2 separate regions of the Capra hircus genome follow, and region 2 is linked to region 1. Evidence: chromatin contacts called from public Hi-C data. All regions are on one chromosome and are shown on one strand. The core of a region is the stretch at or near the end of the contact, and the rest is flanking DNA. Distances in the headings are between cores, read along the strand shown.

The links. A called contact is a pair of places that touch in the nucleus more often than the background predicts.
Region 2: a Hi-C map of blood shows a contact between it and region 1, with 4 times the contacts expected there. The contact joins two enhancer-like sites. A contact is called at or near these places in 2 of 5 Hi-C or Micro-C datasets (both in blood).

The regions. Positions count from the first base shown.
Region 1 is chr11:26,127,701-26,134,851 of ARS1.2, reverse strand. TRNAC-GCA (a tRNA gene) reads right to left here and starts at 4,955; the gene lies at 4,884-4,955. Within about 2 kb of position 1,346, at least 2 of the 5 cell types and tissues checked have an H3K27ac peak or open chromatin away from gene starts, as enhancers often do.
Region 2 is chr11:26,282,673-26,289,226 of ARS1.2, reverse strand. All of the region lies in intron 2 of PPM1B (protein phosphatase 1B), which reads right to left. Among named protein-coding and RNA genes, the nearest start is that of SLC3A1, 54 kb to the left of the region's middle. Within about 2 kb of position 2,291, at least 1 of the 5 cell types and tissues checked has an H3K27ac peak or open chromatin away from gene starts, as enhancers often do.

The DNA of each region.
Region 1 (7,151 bases), core at 97-2,596:
TTACTAATGAAAGACATAAAGTGATGACACAGATGAATGTATGCTACTTTTATTCATACTGGTACTCAATAAATATTAGTTGAATGAATGAATAAATATTTTAAACTTACTGAAATCTATGTTTATATAGTTAATACATAATATAGAGTTCTGTTGATGCTTTTCTGGAATATTTACTCACTTTTAATCAAATCTGTGGTATACAAACAGCACTTTCAGGGAATCCCCTGGGGATCCAGCGGCTAGGGCTCTGCATTCTCACTGCCAAGGGTGCGGGTTCAATTCCTGGTTGGAGGAACCGAGATCCCGAAAGCTGCACAGCACAGCCAAAACAAACAAACAAAACAAAACATTACTTTCAGAGAGTGCTTTTTGAAATTTTTTGAATGTCATCTTATGTATTTTTCATCATAAAAATATCAAGTTTTAGGAGAAAAACAAAAGTCCTAATTGATGAAACAAGAGCACAGTAATGTCTGAGAGTATAAAGAAGTGACAACTGGTTTCTAAATTTTGTACAGAATCCCTAGCCTCAGGAATATCTTACTTTGCTCTGAAAAATACTTCTATGAAACCGTATCTACTTTAGAAATATTTTCAATAATATTTGCCTTATTTCTTTGCCTGCTCCCCTGAAGCTATTACATTTGTTAAAACAAAACTGGGTTACCTGATAGGCATCTTTGTCATCCAAAGTGAGGGAAAAGTGTAGGAAACAAAAATTTGAAAAGTGGGGCTCTCTCTCACACACGCACACACCGAGTTCAGAGCCTTAAGCCAGAGGACGGAGGCCCCAAGCATAAGACTGAGGCAATAGCCAACAGCAGGCTGAAGCTCTGGACTCACGCCCTGTGGGCAGCCCCTATCCCTCATCCACTTGTAATATCAGCTCTGCTGCTCCATGTTCACTGTCGCGTTCCTGACTGCTAGGAAAGTGGAGTTGGGACCATTACTGGGAGCCAGTGATCCAAGCAGCTGCTTTTACCAGTTAAGTAGAACTGCAAACTATCCCCCCTCCCCACCCTGCATTCAAGAATGAGGATAACTGAGGTCTCCCTGGCTCACAGGAGATATCAAGTGTTCATCTCAGGGTCCCTTCCAGGGGGGCTCACTGACTTGGGATTTCAGTTCTTACTCCCCGAGCAGTTTTCCCAGCCACAAGAAGTTGTTCGGTCCTTTTAAATTCATCTCAGGATGAAAACTATGTGGAGCAGTCAGGATAGAAGCCATGTGAGCAACAAATAACAAGGCAGCAGTTGCATTTAGCGGGCACAGGGTTTCAGTGACTCCATGCTAGCTAAATATAGACGAACACTTGGTGTGCTGTGCGCGCCAGGGAGAACCATGATGCAATCATCTCCTCCCCTAGATGGAAGGGGGAGGACAGGGTCAGAAGGCGCGTCTGTGTGTGTGTGTGTGTGTCTTTACTAAGAGATCAGCCTACAGCAATTTCAGTCAATGGTCAAGCCAAAGGGTCTAATTTTACACTCCTAACTTAGACAGAGCTTTTCCGGTCAGTGGTAAGTGTGGTATTTTTCCCAGTGTAAATGGACTTTTCTTCCTTCCCTTTCTGCAGGTGAGTTTTGAGATGTTCTGCTCTCCTAGGCCTGCCAGAAGTTGCTGTATAGAAAGGAAATCTGATTTCCAGAAAGATCTCTCTCCTCCTCCACGCTCTTTCAACTTGTCTTAAGGCCCTGAAGGAAAAAAGGTCCTCAGCCCCCCAGGGAAGGCTTAGTGTAGGCCCAGAATGAGAAGAGTCTTTAGGGGCAGCCTGAAGCCATGGGTCCTCGTTCTCCCAAAGCTGGGAACATGTTTTACCTCTGAGGGTGGAATACAATCAAGTCTCCGTCTCTGTAGAGGGACAGCAGCAAAGACTCACCAACCAATGAGGAATCTATGAAAATCTGAATCCAGCCACTGACAACCACTCACTGACTTTTTGCCTCTATGAATTTAGCCATTCTGAATATTTCATGTAAGTGAACTCATACCTGTGTGGCCTACCACTTAGTTTTTTTGCACTGGTATTAGCGCTTTTCTAAATGTCTGCTTCCTCGTGATTGGCAGAGGAAACTTTTTCACCTTTGGACTGTCCACGTCTTCTTCCTTCTCAAACAGCCCATGAGTCCTTTTATCTCTTTGTGCTCATCTCCAGGGTCTTACTTCTTGTTAGGCTATCTACCCTTCATGCTAGAGCAGGGCCATCCAAATGCTAGCCACAGGCCATATGGAGCAATATAGATTATTAACTAAAATTAAACAACACTTGGAACTTCCCTGGTGGTCTAGTGGCTAAGACTCCGTGCTCTCAATGCAGGGGGCCAGGGTTTGATCACTGGTCAGAAAACTAGATCCCACGTGCCACAACTAAGACTCAGCACAGCCAAATATATAAATATTTTTTTAATTGATCTACATTAAAAATTTAGTTTTTCAGGCATACTAGCAACATTTCAAATGCCTAGTAGGCACACATGGTTAGTGAACTCTGTATGGGCCAACTTAGATAAAGGCTTAAAAAGTGTCTCTCTTATACTGTTATCTCACCCTGCTAGGCACCCGGATCCAAAAACAAAGGGTAAGGAGAAAAAAATCTCTTCCCTGTTACATCCATTTGCTATCTTAGTTTTTAAACTCTCCAGTTAGACTGTAAAGTCCTTGGAGACAGTCCACATCTCATGCTCGTAACAAGAAAACATCAAGTATGCAGCTATGTACACAGAAGACATGCAGCCAAGATTTTCAGATAAACAACTGATAGAAACATTCAGCCCAGGCTTGGTCACTGAGCCCAAGGGTGTCCGTATACCCAGGTCCCCTTGGAGGGTGTGTTCTCTCCATATTGACTGTGGCTCGAGATCCAACAAGTCCATCCTAAAGGAGATCAATCCAGGGTATTCATTGGAAGGACTGATGTTGAAGCTGAAACTCCAATGCTTTGGTCACCTGATGGGAAGAGCTGACTCATTGGAAAAGACCCTGATGCTAGGAAAGATTGAGGGCAGGAGGAGAAGGGGACGACAGAGGATGAGATGGTTGGATAGCATCACCGACTCTATGGACATGGGTTTGGGTGGACTCTGGGAGTTGGTGATGGACAGGGAGGCCTGGAGTGCTGCAGTTCATGGGGGAGTTCATGCGGGAGTTCATGCAATGCAGTTCATGTCCGCAGAGAGTCAGACACGACTGAGCGACTAAACTGAACTGAACTGAACTGAACTGCCCTCCAGCTAGGGACTGGGGACAGAGAGAGTCAATGGGCGGTGGCACTGCACTTTGGAGTGTAAATTACATCCTCACCTCTAAGCAACTATAGTACCTGCTCATTCCCCTATGAAAGTAATTATCACTTGCAATAAATGTTACCTGTATGTGTCTGCCTTTCCTAGCAGAGTGTGAAAACTTGATGCAGCTCCAAACACATTAAAAGGCACTCGACGATTTAGTGTAAAAAAAACAAACGTAAACAAATATGTTAATGAAAGGGATCTTTTCTAGATATGAGGTAGAAATGGCAGCTAAGGAATTAAAGGCAGCCACAATGGGTAGAGTTCAGAGCCAGGCAGGGCAGAGGAAGGCAGAGGCTGGGGCCCTGGTTGCCCTGTGTTCCATTTCCTGTGAGAAAGACCCCTCCTCTAACCTAGCAAGACCTGGTGCAACTCTGGAGCTGTGGGGGAGGGGTGGGAGTGGGGGAGGATGTGGGGGTGGAGAATATGCTTCTGCTTTCAAATTTACTTGCCTCAGGAGGAAAAACAAAATGACAGCTAAACCTCCATAGCCTTGATCTGCCTGTGATGGAAAATATCATACACTTTTGCTCTTTGGACTTTGATCCACAGCAAAACTTTCCACTAGAAACCAGTATGGAAGTCTCACCACCTCCAGGTCAATAGAACTTAAGGAATCTTGATGTCACCCCCTTTTTCTCCACTCCTTTCACTCAACACTTCCTGCCACACCATACATCTGCATTCACATTCAGCCCTTGCTAGCTGGTTGGTTATTTTTTTTTCCAGTCCTTTAAAACCAGTTCTATCTGACCCCCTAAATCCTTGCTCTTAGGCTCTGCAGCTGAGGGATTATGCCATGTTGCTCTTCATGTTAGTTGAGTTCTTATTAGTGTAAAGATGAGGAAAACTGAGACTCACAGAAGGTAAGTAATTTATCTAGATTCATTCAGCTTATAGGAGATGACACTTGGGTTCCACCTCCAGTCTAGCTGACTGCAGAACCATGGTTGGCTGGGGCTGCATTTTCTGCTCAGGCCTTTGCTTACTGTGGTCCCATTCCCTCTCCCATCCTCCCCCCAGGCCTCTCAGCTCTTAGCAAAACACGTCCCACCTTCCCATCCTTGGCTCCGATCGTCTCTACCTGGGTAATACTCTCTGGTCCTCCTTGAGTCCTATCTCCTCCAGGAAACTGTCCAGAAGAGAGCTCCAAAAGCTCTTCTTGTCTCACCATCCACTGTGCGCCGCCATGTGCATTTACACTATCTGTCGTGAGCACTGGCAGTGGAGATGCCTGAGCTGCTGGGCTGGACCATGAGCTCCCCAGTCCTGCACTTCTTTGCCCCTCTCACTGCACCCTGTGCCTGGCACTCAGGAAGGATGAGCATCTGCATATGGTTAGCAGAAATGCTGCCAGCAAGTTCAGCAGGTATTTATTTAATGTCCATTATGTGCTGTCTTCAAGACCCTGTCACACAGGCCACCCCACTTAAGTCTATTTAAACTGCTCCTGCCTGCTTGAAAGTGAAAGTGAAGTCGCTCAGTCGTGTCCGACTCTGCCACCCCGTGGACTGTAGCCCCTCCAGGCTCCTCCATCCATGGGATTCTCCAGGCAAGAATACTGGAGTGGGTTGCCATTTCCTTCTCCAGGGGATCTTCCCAACCCAGGGATCGAACCCAGGTCTCCTGCATTGCAGGCAGACGCTCTAACCTCTGAGCCATCAGGGAAGCCCTCCTGCATGCTTACTGGCTTCTAGTCTCACACTGTTCTGTGTCCTTATGAGGCAAAAGTTGGCTCATCCGATTCTTATGAAAACCAGGAATAAAGTAAATTGTTCCCTGAGTCTAAAAGCAAGCAGCTACTTACAAGTTGTAGCCTTAAGAGGATTTAGGCAGAGCTCCTCACTTCCAAAATGCCCGTTCCACTGGGTGTCATGATAGCATCCTTCTCTCAGATGAAATGTTTTTGTTCTTCCTCTGAGGTTACTTCTAAAATGCAGCCCCCTCCACTTTCCTCACGGATATTAAGCCTTATCAGCAGACATCATAACTGGGAATCAGGAGGAATCGGACATGGGTAGAGTGTTTGGGAACAGGGACCACAGTCCAACTCCTTAACAAGGCTCAGAACACCCGTCAGGATCTGGCCCCTGCCTACTTCCCCAGCTTTCTCTCCCTTCACTCTTGCCTTTGTAAGGGTTTAATTCTGTAGCATCTGATTTTATACACTTGATCATTCCCTGCTCTCTTTCACTTTCCTGACTTTAGACATACTGTGCTCACTTCTTTGGCTGCCTTAACTCCTAACCATCTTTCAAGTTCAGACCTTACTTCCTCCAGGAAGCTTTCCCTACTCATCTCAGTCTGGGTTTGATGCCCCTGCCACATATCCCATCGCTCCTTGTGCTTCCTGAATCGTAGCACATAATGCACTGCTGACTGTGAGTTCCAAGGGGACAGGTTCCATGTTGGACTTGGTGCTATCCCAACACCAGACACTGCCTGGCACATAGTAGCTATTCAAAGAATATTCACGACAGGAATCAATAAGCTGGGCCTGAATGGATAGATGAGTGCTCTAGGGACAGGCTTTGCCTCCTTCACATCAAGGAATTGCTTTGCTCCAGCCCCATGTAGTTTTTCTGGCTCCAGACAAGACCCTGCTAAAACGTGTACTATAGATGGATCACAAAGGACACTGAGGATGTGTATAATTCCATGCAACTCATTCCCAAGCCTAGTTGTACAACCTGGAGCATGTGTCATTTTCTTTTGATGGGAGACACTGTACCAATGAGGCTTCCCCAATAAATCAGTGGCTAAAGAATCCACCTGCAATGCAGGAGACCCAGGAGACACGGGTTTGGTCCCTGGGTTGTAAAGAGCCCTTGGAGAAGGAAATGGCAACCCACTTCAGTGTTCTTGCCTGGAAATCCCCATGGACAGAGGAGCCTGGTGGGCTACAGTCCATGGGGTTGCAAAGAGTCAGACACAAGTGAGCAACTAAACCACCACCACCAATGTGCCAATATGCCTGGGAGTTAATGTGCCCACCTCAGAAGCTTAGACATCACCACAAACTACCAACACTGTAATAGCGTAAGTGGGCTCCTGAGATCCTGGATAAAGTTATAAAGGCCATCTTGGAACAAAAGGTCAGATTTCCATTGTATAAATGTAGTGGGCTGAAGATGTCCTTTAATCCCTGAGACATGAGCTGGAAAGAGGCAAATAACTGCCAGATGCAGAAGAGAAATGCAGGGTAGGATCTCTGCTTTGGGTAACGTGGACAGCACAGTTCATGCTATGCTTAAGAGCTTGCAAGAGGCTTGGTCCAGGTCTCTGGGGAGGACAACCTGAGAGAGCAGAGCTACTTTTAAAGAGCCAAAAGAGGGACTTCCCTGGTGGTCCAGTGGCTCTAATTCCACCTTCCAATGTAGGGGACCCAAGCTCCATCCTTGGTCAGGGAACTAGACACTACATGCCGCAACTAAGACCTGCTGCAGTCAAATAAATAATTTTTTTTTTTTTTAAGAAAAGGAGTCAAAAAAGATAATCATAAGAAGCCAAACTTTGCAAGTTTGACTGAAACACGAATCACAGTCATGGTTATAGCTGGCCATTATTAAGAGCTAGAAACATGCCCACTCGGTTCTCAATGCTTTACAAATATTAACCGAGTGATCCTAACCGCACCGGGTGACAAGGTAGGTCCTATTCTCATCGCCACTTCATAGATGAGGGCTCTGAGGCACAGGCATCCTTGGTGACTGATCCAGGATCACAGAGTAAGTATAAAAAGAAGCACCTGAACCCACCATTTTGGCTTCAGAGCTTAGCTGAGATCCTTGATGAGAGTGGAGGGAACTGGTCATCCATGCAAACAACAGAACGACGATCCAGTGGGGCTAAGGCTGGAGGGTG
Region 2 (6,554 bases), core at 1,042-3,541, 150 kb before region 1:
GAAAACAGTAATTCTCTGTACAAATTCTTATGCTTTAATAGAAAGAATCATCATGAATATATCATTCAATTCTTAATATCTGGGGGGAAAAAAGAATCAGGATTTCCAAACTGGCCCAGATGAATTTTATTACTTAATGAAACCCACCAAAACTTTCATAATGACCTAGTATACACTGGCGGGCACTTCCAGATGGTCCAGTGGTTAAGATTCTGTGCTTCCAATGCAGGGGATACGGATTCGATCCCTGGTTGGAAAACTAAGATCCACATGCCATGTGGTGTGGCAAAAAAAACAACAACAACAACTACATTGGCTATATGAATATATATATCATCGCGCGCACACACACACACACACACACACATATATATATGAAGATATACATACACATATCCCACATATACACCCTACAATTCCAAACAGCAATACATCCCATAGGAATAGGAATCGGGTTTTACCATGTAAATTCAGGTCAGGAAAACTCTTTATACCATAGATATTCAAGAATCAAGCATCACATGAATACCAATGACTTTTTAAAGCAATTTTATGAATAAACAGAATTAACACCTTACATTTTTAGAAATCCAGTTTCTTCTATTCTCTATTTTGTTAATAACAGTATGAGCATTGTTTACCCATTCTTAATCTATCATATGTATATAATTTCCATTAGATTTTTATAAGTTATAAAACATACATCCTATTATTTGGAAAATTAACTAAAAGATAATTTCAAGAAGTTTAAGAACCTGAAGATATTTAAAGAAAATAATTTACATAAACATCTCAGCATGTGTGATTTCAACGATGGTAATTCTATTTCTACATAAAGACGCTACTGCTGATGCGAAGTCGCTTCAGCCGTGTCCGACTCTGTGTGACCCCACAGACAGCAGCCCACCAGGCTCCCCCGTCCCTGGGATTCTCCAGGCAAGAACACTGGAGTGGGTTGCCATTTCTTCCTCCAATGTATGAAAGTGAAAAATGAAAGTGAAGTCGCTCAGGCGTGTCCGACTCTTCGCGACCCCATGGACTGCAGCCTGCCAGGCTCCTCCGTCCATGGAATTTTTCAGGCAAGAGTACTGGAGTGGGGTGCCATTGCCTTCTCCGTACATAAAGATGATCTTCCCCTAAATACAAAGTATGGGTGTATTTCATTAATTTTTACATATTAATTTATAACAATTTATATAGCAATTGAAAAAGAGTGTTCCCTTTATGACTCTTTAGTTTTCTAGAGATAAATCATCCTTGCATATTCAGTATATATTTTTTTGTAAAGTCCACAAATGAAATATGCAAAAATCAACTTGAACAATTAAAGCAATCAGCCAGATGTTTAAAAACTGATGACTTCAGCATCTTTTCATTTTTTAATTTTGACAACAGCACAGCAGCAGCACTTAAAGAAATCAGAAAGATAATAGATAGTTATGGGTCAAAAGCTTGGCGTGCTGCAGTTCACAGAGCTGCAAAGAACAGACATGACTAAGCGACTGAACAACAACAGATCAAACTAACCAGTGGCCCTGCCGTAAGTAAGATTATCTACAATTAATCAGAAAATAATCTGATGCTGTTAGTTTTAAAGCTGAATGTTGCATGCTTCTGAAGCCTTCTGGATCAAGTCCTGAACACAGCATATGAAATGGGCTGTGAACAGAATCTTACACTACAAAGTTGTAATTCTTCAAATCAATTTTTTAAAATCTGCCACTCACTGTAGTTATTACATTTACACAGCGTTCAAAACAGCCAATTTTAAGGAATAGCCCAAATTTCCACTTACCCATGAAAGATGAAGGCTATCATTACTTCCTTTCTGAAACACTCAATTCTCCCACCATTCCCTTCTCTTGAAACTGTATTTCCCTTTGCACAAATTTACCTCTTCGTTTCATAACTGTCATCAATAGAACTAAAATTTACTGAGGACTGTAAACCAGATACTGTTCATGCACTTGCCAAAAGCTATAGTCTCAGCAACTCCATGAAGAAGATATTACTATCTCTATTTTATAAAATGAAGAAACCCATGCTTTGCACCAAGCAGCAGAGCACAACTCAAAACCAAGCTGTCTGTTTCCAAAGAGCCTATGTTCTAATACTGAAACTGTGGTTCTAAACAGGGTACCAAAAAGCCCCAGGATGCCAAATGTCCTCAGAGATATTCTAAATGAGGCAGGGAAGGACACAGCAATATTCAGTATCTGTGAACACTCCAAACTAGTTCGAGGTAGTTCACACTTTTAACATTAGATAGCGCTATAGTCCTCTCAATGACATTCTCTTTTCCCAAAGCGGAGGTTCTAGGAGTTACTGTGATTAAAGTCAAGTCCTCCAAGGGTGGCACTATCCAATGATTCCAAGGCTTGAGAAGTTGTGCCATGTCCAACAGGTGCCCATGTATCATATTATGCAACTATCGTTTTTAAAAGAATGGAATAAATGTTTTTTCCATGTATGTGTATTATTTTGTTAAATATTACTTGTACACTCATTTAAGTTTGGATCTAACCACTTAATACTTATACTGTTAGATATTAATATGGTTAAGTAGCACTACAAAAAAACTTACTGAGATATTCAGACATCAACAAAGTTTCGGAATTTCTACATTACATATACTGTATTTTTACATCCTTATCTTCCATACTTCAAAAAACCCAGCCACACTCCACTCTAATACTATCTATGTCTATTTTTGCATTATTTATGATTATATTTTCTGAAAACTGTAATCAAAAAGCTCCTGAGTTTAGGGTTAAACAACTATTCTAAGGGGTACAGCAGTACATTTTTCCACGTTTCATCAGCAATTTAGATTGATATTGCCTTTGGAAAATGTTATTAATTTCCCCTCAACATAACCCAATTATCAGGCATTATATCTCATGCTTTAAAATAAATAAGCTTCTAATAGGTGGTATATAGATTGATTAAAGGAAATAAAATTATATTTTTTAAAAACTTGAATATTGACTTTTATGATTAAGAAAAACAAAGAGCTAGCAAAGTAACATGTATACATGATCCTACTTTTTATACTTCTATTTTTATGAATACACAGAGAATTATTTGGAAGAGTATACAGCAAACTGTAAACAGCGGCTACCTAAACGGAATGAGACTGACGAAGAGACATAAAGATTAATAACTTCACTTCAAATATCATTTTGTTTAAATTTTTTTTAATTTTGTAATTACTGAAAAAAGGAAAGGAAGGTCTTAAAAGTTTCCCTTGGAAATATTGTTTTCATCAAATCTAGTGGGAAACTTTGGTAACATACATGCAAAACTTAACTCAGAAAGCTTAAATTCTAGACTCTGCTTCAAAACTCAAATATCTGACTTACAGCTTCTCTTTTTTAAAAAAGTCTTTTATGACAAACCTCCATTTCCTTACTTACAAATTGGAAATAAAAATTTTTACTTTGTTCCCCTCAGAAGGTCACTATGAGGATAAATAAAATGAATGTGATCTATAAATTTCTTAAAGGCCATGCAAACAGCTATTACATATCCTACTCCACGGGCTTCCCTGGTGCCTCAGACAGTAAACAATCTGCCTGCAATGTAGGAGACCTGGGTTTGATCCCTGGGTTGGGAAGATTCCCTGGAAAAGAGAATGGCAACCCACTCCAGTATTCTTTACCTGGAGAATCCCATAGACAGAGGAGCCTGGTGGGCCACAGTCCACGTGTCACAAAGAGTCAGACACAACTGAATGACTGACACTTTCACTTTCATTCTATGCACCTGGAAATTAGCATAAATACCAGAAGTGCTACTAGCACTGGCAATAAAATGGAAAAGCTGCTTCCTTAGGGACCATTTCCCCCTAGAGTTAATTATCTGAATAGGTAATACCTGACCAGAATCATCCAACTCTTATAGCTTCATACTGCTGAATAGCAATTCTGATAAATGACCATCAATAACAACAATAATTCTAGCTACCTGTTACGGTTGTTGTGAAAATTAAATAAATTAAAATGTGTAAAAAGTGCTTAAACTAGCATCTGGCTCATAAAAAGCAATTTATTGATACTATTGTGATTATGATGGCTATCATAATATCCCAACATTTCGTGAGTTAACATATAAAAATCCTTGTAAACTATTAGGGAATGACAAATGTTAAAAGTGTTAGCTGAGCCCCAAGGCTTGCAGGATCTTAAGTTCCCTGACCAGGAATCAAACCCAGGCCCCGGCAATGAAAATACCAAGTTATAACCAGTGGATCATCAAGAAATTCCCAACACTTAACTTAAATCTATCATCAGAAAAAAAAAAATCTTAAAAGCACATCTAGTTAAAAATTCAACCTACTCCATTCACACTTTCTCCTAAAGCAGCTAACATCTGGACCTAGAGTATACTTATTTCATACTAAGTGAAGTCAGTCAGACAGAAAGACATATCAATGATTGCTTACATGTGGAATCTAAAAAAAAAAAAAAAGTACAAATGAATCTATTCACAAAACAGAAATTGAGCCACAGATGTAGAAAACAAACTTAGAGCTTGTTAAGGGAAGGGGGGAGGGATAAACTGGGAGACTGGGATTGACATGTACACACTGCTGCTGCTGCTGCTACTAAGTCACTTCAGTCGTGTCCAACTCTGCGCAACCCCAGAGACAGAAGCCCACCGGGCTCCCCTATCCCTGGAATTCTCCAGGCAAGAACACTGGAGTGGGTTGCCATTTCCTTCTCCAATGCATGAAAGTGAAAAGTGAAAGTGAAGTCGCTCAGTCATGTCTGACTCTTCGCGACCCCACGGACTGCAGCGCAGCAGGCTCCTCCGTCCATGGGATTCTCCAGGCAAGAGTACTGGAGTAGGGTGCTATTGCCTTCTCTATATACACACTACTATATATAAAACAGGTAACTAGATTCACTTTGTTGTACAACAGAAACTAACACAATACTGTAAATCAACTATACTCCAATAAAAAATTAATTTTAAAAAATGTTTTAAAATTTATTCCACCACCCACACACAAAAAATCAGCTAATACCTACTGAGCAATTTGCTCAGGGCAAGCACTGGCCAACACACCTTCCACGGATTTTAAAATTTAGATTCAATCTTTCAGACTAAATTGAAAGCAATCACAGGTTCTATTTTAATCCTAGTGTTTTAAATATTGCTAACTGGTGGCTTTACAATATAAAGTAGTGGAAGGACAGTATTATGGAGTCAGAAAAACAGGAATGGGTAAGAGCTTTAATTCCATAAGTCGCACGTGGTGATTCAAAAAATTCACCTCTATTCCGTTTCAACACAAAAGAGCTAGCTAGGCATCTCAAAATTGATTTCAATATAAATGTAACTTCATTCAAAGGCACTAGATGGTCAACTTCATTCAACTAAATTCAATACAGAGATGTGGCGTTCCAACCCCTTGTCCCTCTTCACTATTATTTGTCATTTCTAAGATTCTGAGATTCTGCCTAGAATCGTTTAACACCATCAACAGAAATATTTAATCACTTTAAACCAATAAAAACCATCAGAGGAAGATACACCACCAGAATCATTTAAACCCCATTCAAAATGGTTGGGTCCAAATTCCTGAAAACTAATATCCTTTATAGGAAAGAGACTGTGCTGTTTTTCCAGAATACAAACTTCTCTCCTTACTCTAAATTATAGACATAATAGATTTCTGGCTATCCCCTCAAAACTACGTATCATTCTGCTACACAACCATGAAAAATGATTTTGATCGATAGATACAGACATGGAGATCTCTCTACAATATACTGTTGAATTAAAAAGCAGACTGCAGAATAACAAGTATAATGAATTCCTTTTTATAAAAATATACACATTCAAGGCAGGCAAAAAAGATGAAAAAAATAAATACCACAATTAAGACAACAGCCCACTTAGGTCAGTGGCAAAATTTTCAAGTGTTCCTTTACATATTCTGTATCACCTTAAAATATACATGTACATCCTATATTGTCTGGCCTTGTTTTCAATAAACAAACTTTTTGTTTTAAATAATTGGGGAAAACACTGTTTTCAGTTCCCAGTTAGGCGGAAAAAAAACATGCTTGCTTTTGTCTCAAAAAGCCGTACGTCACAATTTCTCCATATAGAGTCCAAGGAGATAGACAATTTTAGAACAACTTACTACTTGATCACTGATAACTATCAATATTTCTGTACTTAATTCATCCAGAGAAGCAAAAAAGATAGAACATGCTTTAAAAACAAACAAACGAATGAACAGCAGAGTACTTAGAGATACCATCAAGAAAAAAGCTGGAAACACCAGCCCTTTTATTTTCTCTTTTTGAAGGTGTCTCTTCCCATCCTATGGAAAAGTAATAGATACTTCAACAAAACCTGAGTGTTTCCATAGACCCAGGGACCTTTAGAGAAACTTCCTGGCTATGCTTGTATCTTTCACAGCAACTTACATGGTGAGGAAATAGAGTGGCTCTTATCTAGACAGAGTCAGTCAGTCAAAATCTTGACATCACATAACCAAAGGTTAGTTTTGTCCTGAAATCTTCTTCAATCAGAGTCAC